Linked DNA regions of Mus musculus: regions 1 and 2 are each linked to region 3. A link is a contact called in public HiChIP or PLAC-seq data. All regions are on one chromosome and are shown on one strand. The core of a region is the stretch at or near the end of the contact, and the rest is flanking DNA. Distances in the headings are between cores, read along the strand shown.

What was found. HiChIP or PLAC-seq counts read pairs in DNA pulled down with a chosen protein or histone mark.
Region 1: a contact with region 3 is called in an H3K4me3 HiChIP or PLAC-seq map of bone marrow-derived macrophages, with 3 times the contacts expected there. The contact joins the enhancer-like site here to the promoter of Ehhadh in region 3. A contact is called at or near these places in 9 of 39 promoter capture datasets (the 3T3-L1 cell line, 3T3-L1-derived adipocytes, cranial neural crest and 5 more), 7 of 115 datasets of contacts at active chromatin or transcription factors (bone marrow-derived macrophages, embryonic stem cells, extraembryonic endoderm stem cells and 2 more) and 4 of 9 other capture datasets (embryonic stem cells, liver, macrophages and 1 more).
Region 2: an H3K27ac HiChIP or PLAC-seq map of embryonic stem cells shows a contact between it and region 3, with 3 times the contacts expected there. The contact joins the enhancer-like site here to the promoter of Ehhadh in region 3. A contact is called at or near these places in 5 of 39 promoter capture datasets (the HPC-7 cell line, embryonic stem cells, hippocampal neurons and 1 more), 7 of 115 datasets of contacts at active chromatin or transcription factors (the SCID.adh cell line, bone marrow-derived macrophages, embryonic stem cells and 2 more) and 3 of 9 other capture datasets (adipose tissue, embryonic stem cells and liver).

What each region holds. Positions count from the first base shown.
Region 1 is chr16:22,041,841-22,046,102 of GRCm38.p6, reverse strand. It overlaps Senp2 (SUMO/sentrin specific peptidase 2), which reads right to left. Exons shown (of 17, transcript NM_029457.3): 15 at 3,049-3,133; 16 at 1,795-1,890. Among named protein-coding and RNA genes, the nearest start is that of Senp2, 34 kb to the right of the region's middle. Within about 2 kb of position 2,107, at least 11 of the 459 cell types and tissues checked have an H3K27ac peak or open chromatin away from gene starts, as enhancers often do. A contact at or near this core is called in bone marrow-derived macrophages and extraembryonic endoderm stem cells, where this site is marked.
Region 2 is chr16:22,096,010-22,100,152 of GRCm38.p6, reverse strand. The region is part of intron 2 of Igf2bp2 (insulin-like growth factor 2 mRNA binding protein 2); the gene reads left to right. Among named protein-coding and RNA genes, the nearest start is that of Igf2bp2, 65 kb to the left of the region's middle. Within about 2 kb of position 2,347, at least 50 of the 459 cell types and tissues checked have an H3K27ac peak or open chromatin away from gene starts, as enhancers often do. A contact at or near this core is called in the SCID.adh cell line, bone marrow-derived macrophages and embryonic stem cells, where this site is marked.
Region 3 is chr16:21,786,327-21,790,436 of GRCm38.p6, reverse strand. Ehhadh (enoyl-Coenzyme A, hydratase/3-hydroxyacyl Coenzyme A dehydrogenase) reads left to right here and starts at 2,603. Exons shown (of 7, transcript NM_023737.3): 1 at 2,603-2,730. The coding sequence starts at 2,657.

The sequences.
Region 1 (4,262 bases), core at 858-3,357, 260 kb before region 3:
CCGCAGTTCTGGGATGACAAGTGTCACACACCTAGTCTATATGCGTATATAAGGACATTAATTACTCTACAGGTGCATATGCCCTTACATGCTAAGGAAAACCAAAGCTGGAGACAGAGTCACATACTATAGAACAAGAGCATACAACATGCACCAAAACAGAAATGTCCACACAGTGGCACAACAGGAAACTTCTCTAAATTCTAAATTAACATCATTTAAAAAACAATTTGTTTTTATATTAAAAAGTGACCTTAAAGCAGGAAACTATGGCTCAGTAGTAGAGGTCTTTCTTGCCTAGTATTTATGAGGCCCTGTTTTCAATTTAAGTGACTTTTAAAGGTGAAAACCAAACAAATCTACAATCTTATTTCCGTTCTACCACTATTTTGTTCCAAAAGCTGCTTATTCCCATGAAATCTCATCAATTCCTTGCTATTTATATTAGCTGGCCATGGCGGTATACACCTATAATCCCAACACTTTAGAAAGCAGCTAAGATATGAAGATCGTGAGTCTGAGGCTAGTCTGGCTCCACAGTATCCCCGCATCAGAAAAAATAGAACAGAAACAAAATAAAACCAGAGTCTAGGGTAGGAAAGCGAGAGAGACTCAGTGCTTTCACGGAGAATCACTGGCATGTTTTCAGAGCAACAAAACGCAAAGCACCCAAAAGTATTTGTAACTCAGACACCCATCCCCACGTTTGATAAAATTGAAGTTCCAGCTGGGAGGTGGGGGTCTGCACCTTTAATTCCAGTACTGGGAAGGCAGAGGCAGGCAGATCTCTGAGTATGAGGACAGCCTTGGCTACCCAGAGAAATCTTGTCTCACACACACAAAAAAATTCAAAATTGAGGTTCGCATATTTGCCCTATTCATGGTACATTGCTATAAATAAGTGGCTCTATATAATAAATTACTGAGTTTTTGGAGGATATATATGGCAAAAATCTTTAAAAAAAAACACATTAATTTTTTTTTTTTGAGACAGTCTCACTATGTAGTACTAGTTGGCCCGGCACTCACTACGCAAACCAGGCTGGCCTGAAGCTCACAGACCCTCCTCCAGTCTCTGCCTCTCTAGTGTTGGGATTAGAGATATGCACCACCATGCCCAGTAAAACACAACATTTATTCCTAGTGAAAGAGCGGAGACTCCTCAGTAGTGAGTTCTTTGAGACTGGGAAGATATGAACTCGGCAGGGAGTCCAACTGACTTCATGTTCCTCCAAAGCATTTAGTTCTACTGTTCAACAAGCAGCTTGTCTGACAATCAGGAACTATCAAATGAAGGTCTATGATTGAGGAATAATTTTAATTGGGGTCAACTGTGGCTGGACAAAGAGCGAGCCCACCATCAAACAGCAATGTAAACATTTCTTCTGATGTGCCTGTGTCTCCTCTCAAGTACACCACCTTGCAGAAAGGAAAGCCCATTCCTTCCCGCTTCCATCTTATACTCGGGTGAGTCCTGTGAGGACAGGCCCAGCTTCCTTCCCCCTGCTGTCATCTATCCTCACACGCCTCTCTCTAGCTAAAAGTAACAGTAACACACAGGAACCAGTTACAAATGAAGTTGAAGGACAAGCAAGTTATCCCCCTGGTCTTTCAAGAGCAGGGCAGTCCTGAGAATACACGCTGCAACAGAGCACGCAGGACACTGCTTCTGACAACTGGGGGCCTTACCCACGGTTCTCAGCAACAGTACTGTTCATTTGAAGAGCCTGAAATGTGCCAGGCACTGCCAAAGCATAGTACCAACTAAGTGCACAAGCAGCAGCCTGGACTCACCTGAGTGAATGTGATAGGTTTGTCCCTAGAAATATAATCTGCATATTTACAAGTAAACATTCCACAGTCACTCCCATTCAACTGCTGAGGAATCTCCTAAAACCAAACAAACAGAAAAGAGGTAAAATATCATTACACAGACATCATTAATCTCTTTCTAAACAGACTGTGAAAGCAGCATGATAAAGGTCGATAAGTCTGCTGTTGCACAAACACAGACACACATACAAGCACAATCCCTCTTATTCTCTGTGGTAGAAAACCCTAACCACGGGTACAGTGCATGAGACTCCACAGAAACATTCATAGAAGAAAGAAGAAGTGAGAACTCTACTAAAAGGCAAAACAAAGCCCAGCACACACGGCGAGAGCTGAGATAAGAGGACCCACATTTGGTTTATTACAAGAACACTAGTGACTCTTCATGATGGACTCCTACAGTGGGAGCAGGGCTGTCTCTGACTCTGGTAGCTTTTGGGACCCTTCCCCATTACTGGGCTATTTTGTCTAGCCTCAGTAGGAAGAGATGCTCTTACTGCAACTTGGTGTGCCAAGGCTGGCTGATACCCAGGGGCGGAGCCCCGTTCTAAAGAGAAAGGGAGGACAGGTGGGTAGAGTGGGTCAGGGGAAGGGAAGGTTGGAAGGAAGGACTGGAGGAGAGAAGGGAGGGGAAACTGAAGTTTGGATGTAAAATAAACTAATTAAAAAAAAATACTGTTGACATTTCAAAAGTACTATCGACTTTCAAAGGGGATGAAGAGAGGGTCAATCAGATCAATGTGGAACACAGGAATCTACTTCAATCCTGCAGAGCTCACATACTCTTAACAACCAGGACAAGTGCCCGCTGCTGAGGGTCCCTACGGTTTCAAGTGAGAAGAGAAAACCATCTCAGAGGTTGTAATCAACTAAGACCGTGCCATGAGGGTTAGTCCTGTCTGAGGCAGAACCACAGCTGGGAACATTAGAAAATAAACCTGTATGGACTAAGCTGTGTGCCCAGCCTGCATCGCCCCAGGCAGACATAAGGGATACATGAGAAGGAGAATAGCGGAAGGCTTACTCCACTGCTGAATCTCACACTGGATGGCAACAGAGTCCCTTCGATTCCCAAATGCAGTTACAACTGGGGAAGGATAGGTAGCATGCCCACCACACACATGTATACACTGGGGTCTCACACACCACACAGCACACTTTAGGAAAGGAAGGAAGGAAGAAAGAGAAAGGTGTCCAGGCCTGAGCCTCACTTACATGTGGCTTCATGCTGTAGTGGGTCCACTCTAAGAGGTTGAGATCTGTATTTCTTTTGGTCTTGCTTTCATCCTGTAAATACTGACTAAAGAAAACAAGAACAAAGAATGAATGTATCAATGAAGTCCCAAGAGAACACTCACTGTGATTAAAAAGAACTTTGTGATATTTAGCAGGGATGTCATTCTCAAATCTGGATCTATTTGTTTTTTTAGAAATGTAACTTTTATTTTTTAGGTTTCCCTCTCATGCTAGTAAAAAATTTACATGTTCAAAGATATCATACTTACTTTAAAAGAAAATAAAAAGCGAATCCTTTACAACAGACACTGGAAGTTTCTAGTTCTCTATACCTACAATTAAAGAGTTCACCACTAATACCAGGCTTTTCAAGCTACTCTAGAAGAAGAAAGAAAAGGAAGAAACACTTCCAAGTCAAAGGCCGATAAAGACATGGGGTGGGGATGAGGGAGATTAACTAACTTCCCTGATAAATTTAAACACAGACAAAATACTTGCAAACTGAAGTCAAGGGCTGGTGAGGTGGCTCAGCAGGTATGAGCACTGACTGCTCTTCCGAAGGTCCTGAGTTCAAATCCCAGCAACCACATGGTGGCTCACAACCACCCGTAATGAGATCTGACGCCCTCTTCTGGTGCGTCCGAAGACAGCTATGGTGTACTTACGTAGAATAATAAGTAAATTTAAAAAAATATTTAAAAAAAAACAACAACAAAAAACCTGAAGTCAAGAACACATCAAAAAGAGCATGCACAGTGACTAAGCTGTCGGTGCAACTTGACCAGAGATGCAAGAAAGGTTCAATATGTGTAACTCAATGAATGTTCTAAATGATCTAAATGGACTCAAGGACAGAAACCCCATGGACATCTTTACAGATGTAGAAAAAACAATGATAAAACACATTACTTCATGTTAAAGGTTCTAAAGAAGCTTGGGTTAGGGGGAAAATCATTATTTGCTTGTTTTTCAAGAAAAATTTAATTCTCCATTATAAGAACAAGTAAACTCTTAGTAAAGAATTTAGTTATCTTCTGACTATTAATTTTTTTTTTTTCTGTTTTTTCAAGACAGGGTTTCTCTGTGTAGCCCTGGCTGTCCTGGAACTCACTCTGTAGACCAGGCTGGCCTCGAACTCAGAAATCTGCCTGCCTCTGCCTCCCAAGTGCTGGGATATTGGGATTAAAGGCGTG
Region 2 (4,143 bases), core at 1,098-3,597, 310 kb before region 3:
CTCAACCGAGGAAGAGTTTATTCTGGTTTACAGGGTCAGGGGTACAACCCTCGTGGCAAGGTCAAGGTGGCAGGATTTGAAGTAGGTGGTTACATCATCTCAAAATCAAGACGTGGGAAGCGGTGAATGCCAATGCCGCTACTGCCCAGCTGCTTTCTCCATTGTATATACAGCCCAGAATCCCCTGCCCAGGGATGGAAGGGTCTTATCTGCAGTTAGCATGGATCTTAGATCAATTGATGTATCAAGATAATGCCCCACAGGCATGGCAAGATTCTCATCTCCCAGGTGAATCAAAGTTCTGTCAAGCTGAGAATTAATTATCTCATGTGGGAACCATGATCCCGAGGTGGTGGGGGAGGCAGAGTCACCATCCCAGGAAACAGACTCCAGAGTACGGATCTAAAGTATTATGCTGTGACAAGTATTTTTATATGGCCTTTGGACTGATGGAGAATCAACATAAGCTCTGGAGTAGCCAATGACCCCACTGTCTCTATGGGGAGGTGCCAGCTGCCAGCACACAGGGGACTTCCATAAGGATGGGGACGAGGGGGGACTGAAGGGAGGGGGGAGCAGCCACTACCCTACTCTGGGCCCATTCTAAGGCTGCATGCCATAGGACATGGACACTTGCACTATTAGGGCTGTGTGGAAGCCTCCCTCACTGTCCTCATGCCCCACCAAGGGGCCGCAGCACCCACAATCACAGATAGAATTCACTTTCTTTCTCCACTCATTTTTAGCAAGAAACTCCCTTCTGAGTATGTCTGGTTCTTTCAATTTTGTCAGTTCAGGTCTTGGAGTCATTTGAATATCTTACTTTTCCTTGCCCTCAGAATCGAATGCATACCCCATAAACTGCTCACAACTGGGGTGTTCAGAGTTTGCATCACACGGGACCAATGGTTTCCTGTAACTGTGCTCACCTCACCTCCAGAGACCACACTCAGATTAACCTCCTGGAATCCTCCAGCTTACTTTCAATTACTCCCCCAAATTTTCAGGATCCTCCATTGCCTTAAAATAGTCTATATCTACTTGTAGAATCTATGGTTGCATAGCAAGCCCAAATTAGCTCAAATATAAACTCTGTATATGTACAGATTCTGTGGGTCAAGAATGGTGTAGTAAGTGCTGGGCGTGATGGCCCACGCCTTTAATCCCAGCACTTGGAAGGCAGAGGCAGGCAGATTTCTGAGTTCAAGGCCAACCTGGTCTACATAGTGAGTTCCAGGACAGCCAGGGCTACACAGAGAAACCCTGTCTCAAAAAACAAAACAAAACAACAAAACAAATAAGCAAACAAAAAAGCTATCCTAGCAGTCTACATTTTGAGCTGGAGAGATGACTCAGCGGTTAAAAGCACTGACTATTCTTCTGAAGGTCCTGAGTTCAAATCCCAGCAACCACATGGTGGCTCACAACCACCCGTAATGAGATCTGACGCCCTCTTCTGGAGTGTCTGAAGATAGCTACAGTGTACTTACATATAATAAATAAATAAATCTTAAAAAAAAAAAAAAAGAATGGTGTAGTAAGAGATTTTGTCTTTGCCCTATGTCTGGAATTTCTACTGGGAAGACTCAATGGCAGGGGTAATTGGGCATGGTAGTCTCCAAAACTCATTGATACTGCCCATCGTTAAACTTCGTTTCATGGCTAGCTGCTGGGAAGATTCAGACTTGTGTTGGTCTGGTGACCCAGCTTCCTAGTCTGTGGACTTAGTTCCCTGAAGGCAGAGGCTGGGGTGTGGAGCTCTGCCTGCCCCAGCAGAGGCTACGCTGCAGATTGAGCATGGAACCCTGTTCCTGCTCACCCTCTCTGTCTGAAGCTCAACCCAGGGGCTGCGCCGTAGGACTCTGGTGGGTTTCAGTGTCCACTAAGTATGGTGTCCTTTTCCAGGTGCAGGCCTCCCTGGGCCTGAGTCACCTCTGGTTTTGCTTGTGGGACTCGCCCTTGGGTTCTCCCTCTCCTTGATTGGCAGCTGCTCCCTGGGAAGCTTTGCTTGATATTTTTTTCTGCAGTTCTGCACAGCAGGCTTCTACATTTCATCCTTCATCCTTCTCGGCTCCCAGATGATAATTTATAACTGGCGCTGGATAAGGATTTCTAAAACTTCTCTTAAGTTCGGCTGTTTGCCCTGTTTGTTAAAATTCTAATTCGAGTAAGGCTCATTGAGATGTTTGGGGTTTTTGTGATCCATCTGTAGCCTGAACCACAGGAGGCCTGTGCTGGCCCTCTGCCCCGCCTTCTCTTTGCAGCAGGCTTGCTCTGACTGCAGTTTGGAATCGTCTTGTCTAGCTGCCTGCCTCTCAGCTCACTGCCTCACGGCACAGCTTTGATGAAAGGGGAAATGAATCACCAGTGTTGGATCAGGTGTTGACTTCCTGTGTACAACTTCCTGTTAGTGGGTGCACACAGATGGAATTTTTCGAATACTAATAAATCATTGACATTGATTTGATTTGCCTACATCTTGTGATGGCCCTGGCTGAGGAGAGGAAGGGTTTTCTTGATTACTTAGACATTCGCTCTCGGATCAAGCGACACACAGTAAATACACCTGTGTCTTCCTTTTGGAATGGCTGCAAAGGGGTTCAAGCTACTGGAGCTCAAGCGTCTTCTCAGATGCCTGAGATGGGAATCCCAAAGTCATCATTGTGGGAGCAGAGAAAAGCGCCTGGGCTGGAGTGCTAAGATGGCTGCCCGTGAGGCAGAGCAGGCTGCAGAGCAGGGTTGAGCTGCAGCTGTGAGTGTGGTGGAGGCCAGAGAGGCTGAGAGCAGACTGGTTCAGGTGACTGAAGGCCTGGACAAGTGGAAAGCAGTTTGAGAGTCAACAGAGTGGCTTTCTGGGGTTGGGGGTGTGTGTGGGGGGGGAGGTGTGTGTGGGGAGGTTGGGAGCTCTCTGTCTGTTAGGTTGGGTTGTCACCTGTATGTTAGGTGCTCTTTTTTTTTTTTTTTGGTTTTTTGTGACAGGATTTCTCTGTGTAGCCCTGGCTGTCCTGGAACTCGCTCTGTAGACCAGGCTGGCCTCGAACTCAGAAATCCTCCTGCCTCTACCTCCCAAGTGCTGGGATTAAAGGTGTGTGCCACCATGCCCGGCCCTAGGTGTCCATTTTATGGGAGCCTTGTGAGGGTGCTGCCCCCTTGCCCCAGCTTCATGTCTCTTCAGGCCTGGTTTTCTGATTTAACTTTAACACACCATGTGCTCATACACTTTAGTAACTCTGTAGAGGTGTGCCCTTCTATAAGGGGCAGCCATTGTCAGTGTACTGTGTGGCTGTGCTAGGCAGGTGAGGCCCTTCACATGTCTGAGAAAATGTTCTTGACAAAATCCTCCGAATTGGTTATAAATCACATTTTTATCTAGGAAGTTACCCCTAATTAATGTTCCTCAGTTTAAAGGCAGTAGATATATTTGAAATTTGGAGAAAACAAATTCAGTTGTTGTTGTTTTTAAAGCAATTTTTATTCTGTCTTACCATAGTCTGCTCATCTATTTTTCAAAAAGATTCTCTGGGATTTTTTTTTAATTAGGTATTTTCTTCATTTACATTTCAAATGCTATCTCAAAAGCCCCCCATCCCCTGATTTTTTTTGTTTTTTAAAGGTGAATTTAAATCCCTATATTTGTCTTGGTGCTAGGAGACTGATCCCAAGGCCTTGATCATACCAGGCAGTCTGGAGCTGTTCAGTCTCAGGAGATTTTTATGCATTCAAATTGTGTAACTTGAGCTCTAGAAGCTAATTAAAAAAAAAAATCAAGCCGGGCAGTGGTGGCGCACGCCTATAATCCCAGCACTTGGGAGGCAGAGGCAGGCGGATTTCTGAGTTCGAGGCCAGCCTGGTCACAGAGTGAGTTCCAGGACAGCCAGGGCTACACAGAGAAAACCTGTCTCAAAAAACCTAAAATAAATAAATAAATAAATAAATAAATAAATAAATAAATAAATCAATCAATCAATCAATCAATCAATCAACATGCTCTTTTCATTGCTATAATAGATACCTGATGCAGCTAAGTTTATAAAGATTAAAGGTTACTTACCATACAGATTCAATTTGGGTCTGTAGCAGCTGGGTTCTAGTGAGAACTTCAGCACATGAGAATGGTATTGAAGGGAGTTGCACCACCAACCA
Region 3 (4,110 bases), core at 1,354-3,853:
ATAGAGAGGAATTTAGAAAGAATGGAGAGAAAGCCATTGCATCATCCTTATTTGCTTGTTTTTTTTAAAGATTTATTTATTTATTATATGTAAGTACACTGTAGTTGTCTTCAGACACTCCAGAAGAGGGAGTCAGATCTTGTTACAGATGGCTGTGAGCCACTATGTGGTTGCTGGGATTTGAACTCTGGACCTTCGGAAGAGCAGTCGGGTACTCTTACCCACTGAGCCATCTCACAAGCCCTATTTGCTTGTTTTGAGGCCTCATCTATATAGCCCAGGGTGGTCTCAAACTCACAGTGATCCTCCTGCCTCTACCTCCTGCATATTTGGATTGCAGGCTCGAACCACTGTAGTACCATAACACCGTGTTCAGCAGAGCCAATGCCAAAACACTATGGTTTTGTGATCGGACTTACTGTAAAACACAAGATGATAACAATGATCAAAATGGCCACATACTGTTATTGTTGTTTTATTATATTATTACTTTTGGTGCACGCTTGAAAACTTACATAATGCAAAGTTAAAATGATAATGGTCAGTAGTGACTCATGAATATTTTCCTTCCTTTCAATGAGACTGAATTTAAACTATACCAAGGAATCCTTGTCTGATAGAAAACAGATTGAGCTTTTCAGTGGATAAGGATCTGGAGATGGTAAGAGATAGCCAACCCTGTTCTTCGAGTAGTTAGAGACCTGCATGGTCCAGCAGGCAAAAACTCAGTATTTGTGACAGAGTTCAGCATTTACCCTCTGGGCACTGTAGTGGTTTCAGGGCTTATAGTGATTTTTTTTGAAGCATTAACAAACCTGAGATACCCTGTGAACATAGGATGTAAGATGACACAGTTGCTACAGTGAAAGAGTGAGGTGCTTGCCTAAGACAGTGATATCCTATGAAGTAGCACTGTGTATGTAGTAAGAATTTTGTTTCTTTTTTGAAAACAGTTATGGTGTGTGAATATGTTTTGTTTTAGTCCCAGGTGTGGAATATGGGGTTGCTCTCACAGCAGCTGACTATGATTCGTCTCATGCTCTGGCAGGGGTGTGATTCTGCCAAAAAAAAAAAAAAATTAGTTTACATTTGGAATTCTGTGGACTCTTGAAAGGGTATAAAAATGCCAGAGACCCAGAAGCTGTGGAGGCTGCTGCCCCCCTGCTGCTGCTGCCGCTGCTGCCTCCACCACTGCTGCTGCTGCTGGTTCCTGTTGCTGTGAGCAAAGATGAGAAGAAGAAATTGGATATCCTGAAGACAAAGACTGGACTTGCCCCTAAGGAACTTGATGCCCTTAATCAGCAGAAAGTAGTCTAAACAGATCTACGCCCCCTTTCCCTCTAACTCTCTTTCTGACTGACCTAGTGTTGTGGGGTTGGAAGGGATTGGGGTGGAGAAAGATAGTAGGTAATCCAGGAACGTAGCCAAAAGTATGGTTACATTTGTAAGACAAAATAAGTAAAATAGAAGGATATGGAAGATCAAAAGACTATCTACACACAGCAACACGGTAGAACCTGCTTAATTGGCATCCATGAACTCAGCAACTTTGGAACCCATGCTTGTAGACAATTCTGTACCATTAGGAAAAGAGAACCCACTGTGCTGCCACCTAGCTGTATCCCTATTCCTCTGCCACTTACAGAGGGACTAAGTGATAGGAGGCTTTGCTGTTGAGGAGCACTGGCAGAACCTGATTGGAACTGCCCTTTGAACTTTGTTCCCTAAATGCCTTACTTGCCTTTCGCTGGTTCTGCTCCCACCGAGGTGCCAACTGTAAACATCCAAGCCATTTAATGGATTTATATTAAAGCCTTCACCAAGAACCCACTGTGGGAGACACCACAGAAAGTTCCGTGCTCAATTAAAATAAAAGTGCAAACCTAATGGCCAGTGACCGAGTCCTACAGATGGAGATTATAAAGTGTCTTGAGATGACTCCAAAGAGGGCTTATTATCGATCCTTGCTCCAAGGGGGTGGGGTGTAATAAGGCCACTCAGTGCTATTAAACCTTGAACTCTACCTGCTCAGGTTCCTAGGATGCTGGGACTGATTTCTCCTAGACACCATACCTAGAAGTAACATTCCTAGAAATAATATTTAGACATTGTTAAAACTTGTGAAACATCAGTGAAGATTTACAAGTACGGTTTTACTTGTCAACCTGCACACTGTCTTCTGTCCACTTGGTGGACTTTGGCAACCAAGAGGAGCCATGCGCAGCTGGAAGGACCGTGCCCCAGGCTGTTTTAGAGGGAAGAGACAAGGCATGGTTTATTGTCAGGCTGCAGCCTACGTCCAGCCCATAATATGTGTGCAGTTCCTGGATGAACTGTGAAAAATCCCAGCCTTTAGGAGGGACAGAACTAGAGAAGGCCGGGGCTTCGTGCCCTGGTAAATGGCTGTTTTGTGAACATGTGATTGACGTTGGTGGTGTGACCCAGCAGTTTGGCTTGCCTGTGGACATTCCCTTTGGAAGCATAGGAAGATCGCGCTCCTTGGAGCGCAGCCCGCCCCAGGGAGCACGAAGTGCAAGGGGCAGGAGGCGGTAGCAGCGGCTCCCATTGGCTCAGAGCACGCCCCTCCTCTCAGGGCGGCCCAGAAAAGGAGCCCCGGGCTGCCCCAGACATCAGAGGCGCAGGATACCTTGAGAAAATGGCTGAGTATCTGAGGCTGCCCCACTCCCTGGCTATGATCCGCCTCTGCAATCCACCGGTCAATGCCATCAGGTAACACCGCCCGGACAGTGGGGTGTGGCGGGTCTAGGAGGGGGCTTGTCTCAGCTGGAAGGGCGGGCCAATGAGCAGCTGGCTCCGGCCTTCCTTCTGTCAGCTGTTGACCTCACTGCGAGGCCCACGTTTGGTTCTGGCGAATCAGGAACTTACAAAGGTGAGGTTGATGCAGCAAGTGTCTGCTTGAACCCCTTCCTGCAACCTTACTGCCGGCTTGCAACCCCAGCGTCTCTGTGATGCCAAAAGCTATAGTTAGCTGACTCGTAGAAAAGCAGAGTTTAGTGCCTTGAGTGTCAACTCTCCCTGTCAGAGGAGGCCTACTGGATAGTATTTTCTGAAAAGCTGAAGTTTCATTTACACCACCTGCAGTGCCCTCCTGTGCAATGCACTTAGCACATTACTATTATAAATGAGATCTGTCTTCTTGAAAAAATGATATTCATTTACCCTGTTCACTCCATATCACCGGCGAATAGAGTATAATTCTATATTAGCCTCAGGAGGAGTCACCCATACATTGCAGAAGTGGTGGACAGGATTGTGACAGATACTGTATAATTTTCACTGGTGAGACCTTGCTAAAACCCTTTTCTCAGGTGAGACCTTACAGTCTAAAGGACAAACCTAGGTACAGTTCCAGCCCTGTTCACTCTGCAGGGGACCAATGCAATGGATTTAGGCTTACTTTCAGAACAGGGTGGTGCGCTGGGGGCAGGTTGGGGGAGGGGAGGGCGGGGACAGGAGCATGAGTGACTTTAGAACTGCCACATTGGAATCAGCCCTCCCCAGCAAAGATCATGACTCCCCGTGGCAGTTAAGAACCCCTTCCCCAGCCGAGCGTGGTGGCGCACGCCTTTAATCCCAGCACTCGGGAGGCAGCACTTCTGAGTTAGAGGCCAACCTGGTCTACAAAGTGAGTTCCAGGACAGCCAAGGCTACACAGAGGAACCCTGTCTCGAAAAACTAAAGAAAAAAAAAATAAATAAAGAACTCCCTCCCCTAATCCTTCCCTACCTATATCCTCTAGTCCTTCCTAGAGACCCAAGGGTACAATTAGGGCAAAGAGGGGTGGCTGGATAATCAGAGTGTTCTGGTCCAGTCCTTCTATGAAAGTCTACCACCAACAAGCCCAGCATTGGCGATCTTTGGCAAACAGGCTCAAGCCAAACTTGCAGCAGTTTGGCTGGGAGAATAGTCCTGTACAATGGATGAGAACAACTAACCGTTCACCCGAGAGAGGGCATCTGTGACCGGCCAAGTAAAGGATTCCACCCACGTCTAGCTCGGTAGATTAGTGACTTTACTGAGGTCAGTTACAAGAGTATAGTTGCTTCTGAAACAACGGAACCCCTGGAAAGCCCACCCCAACTCGTGAGG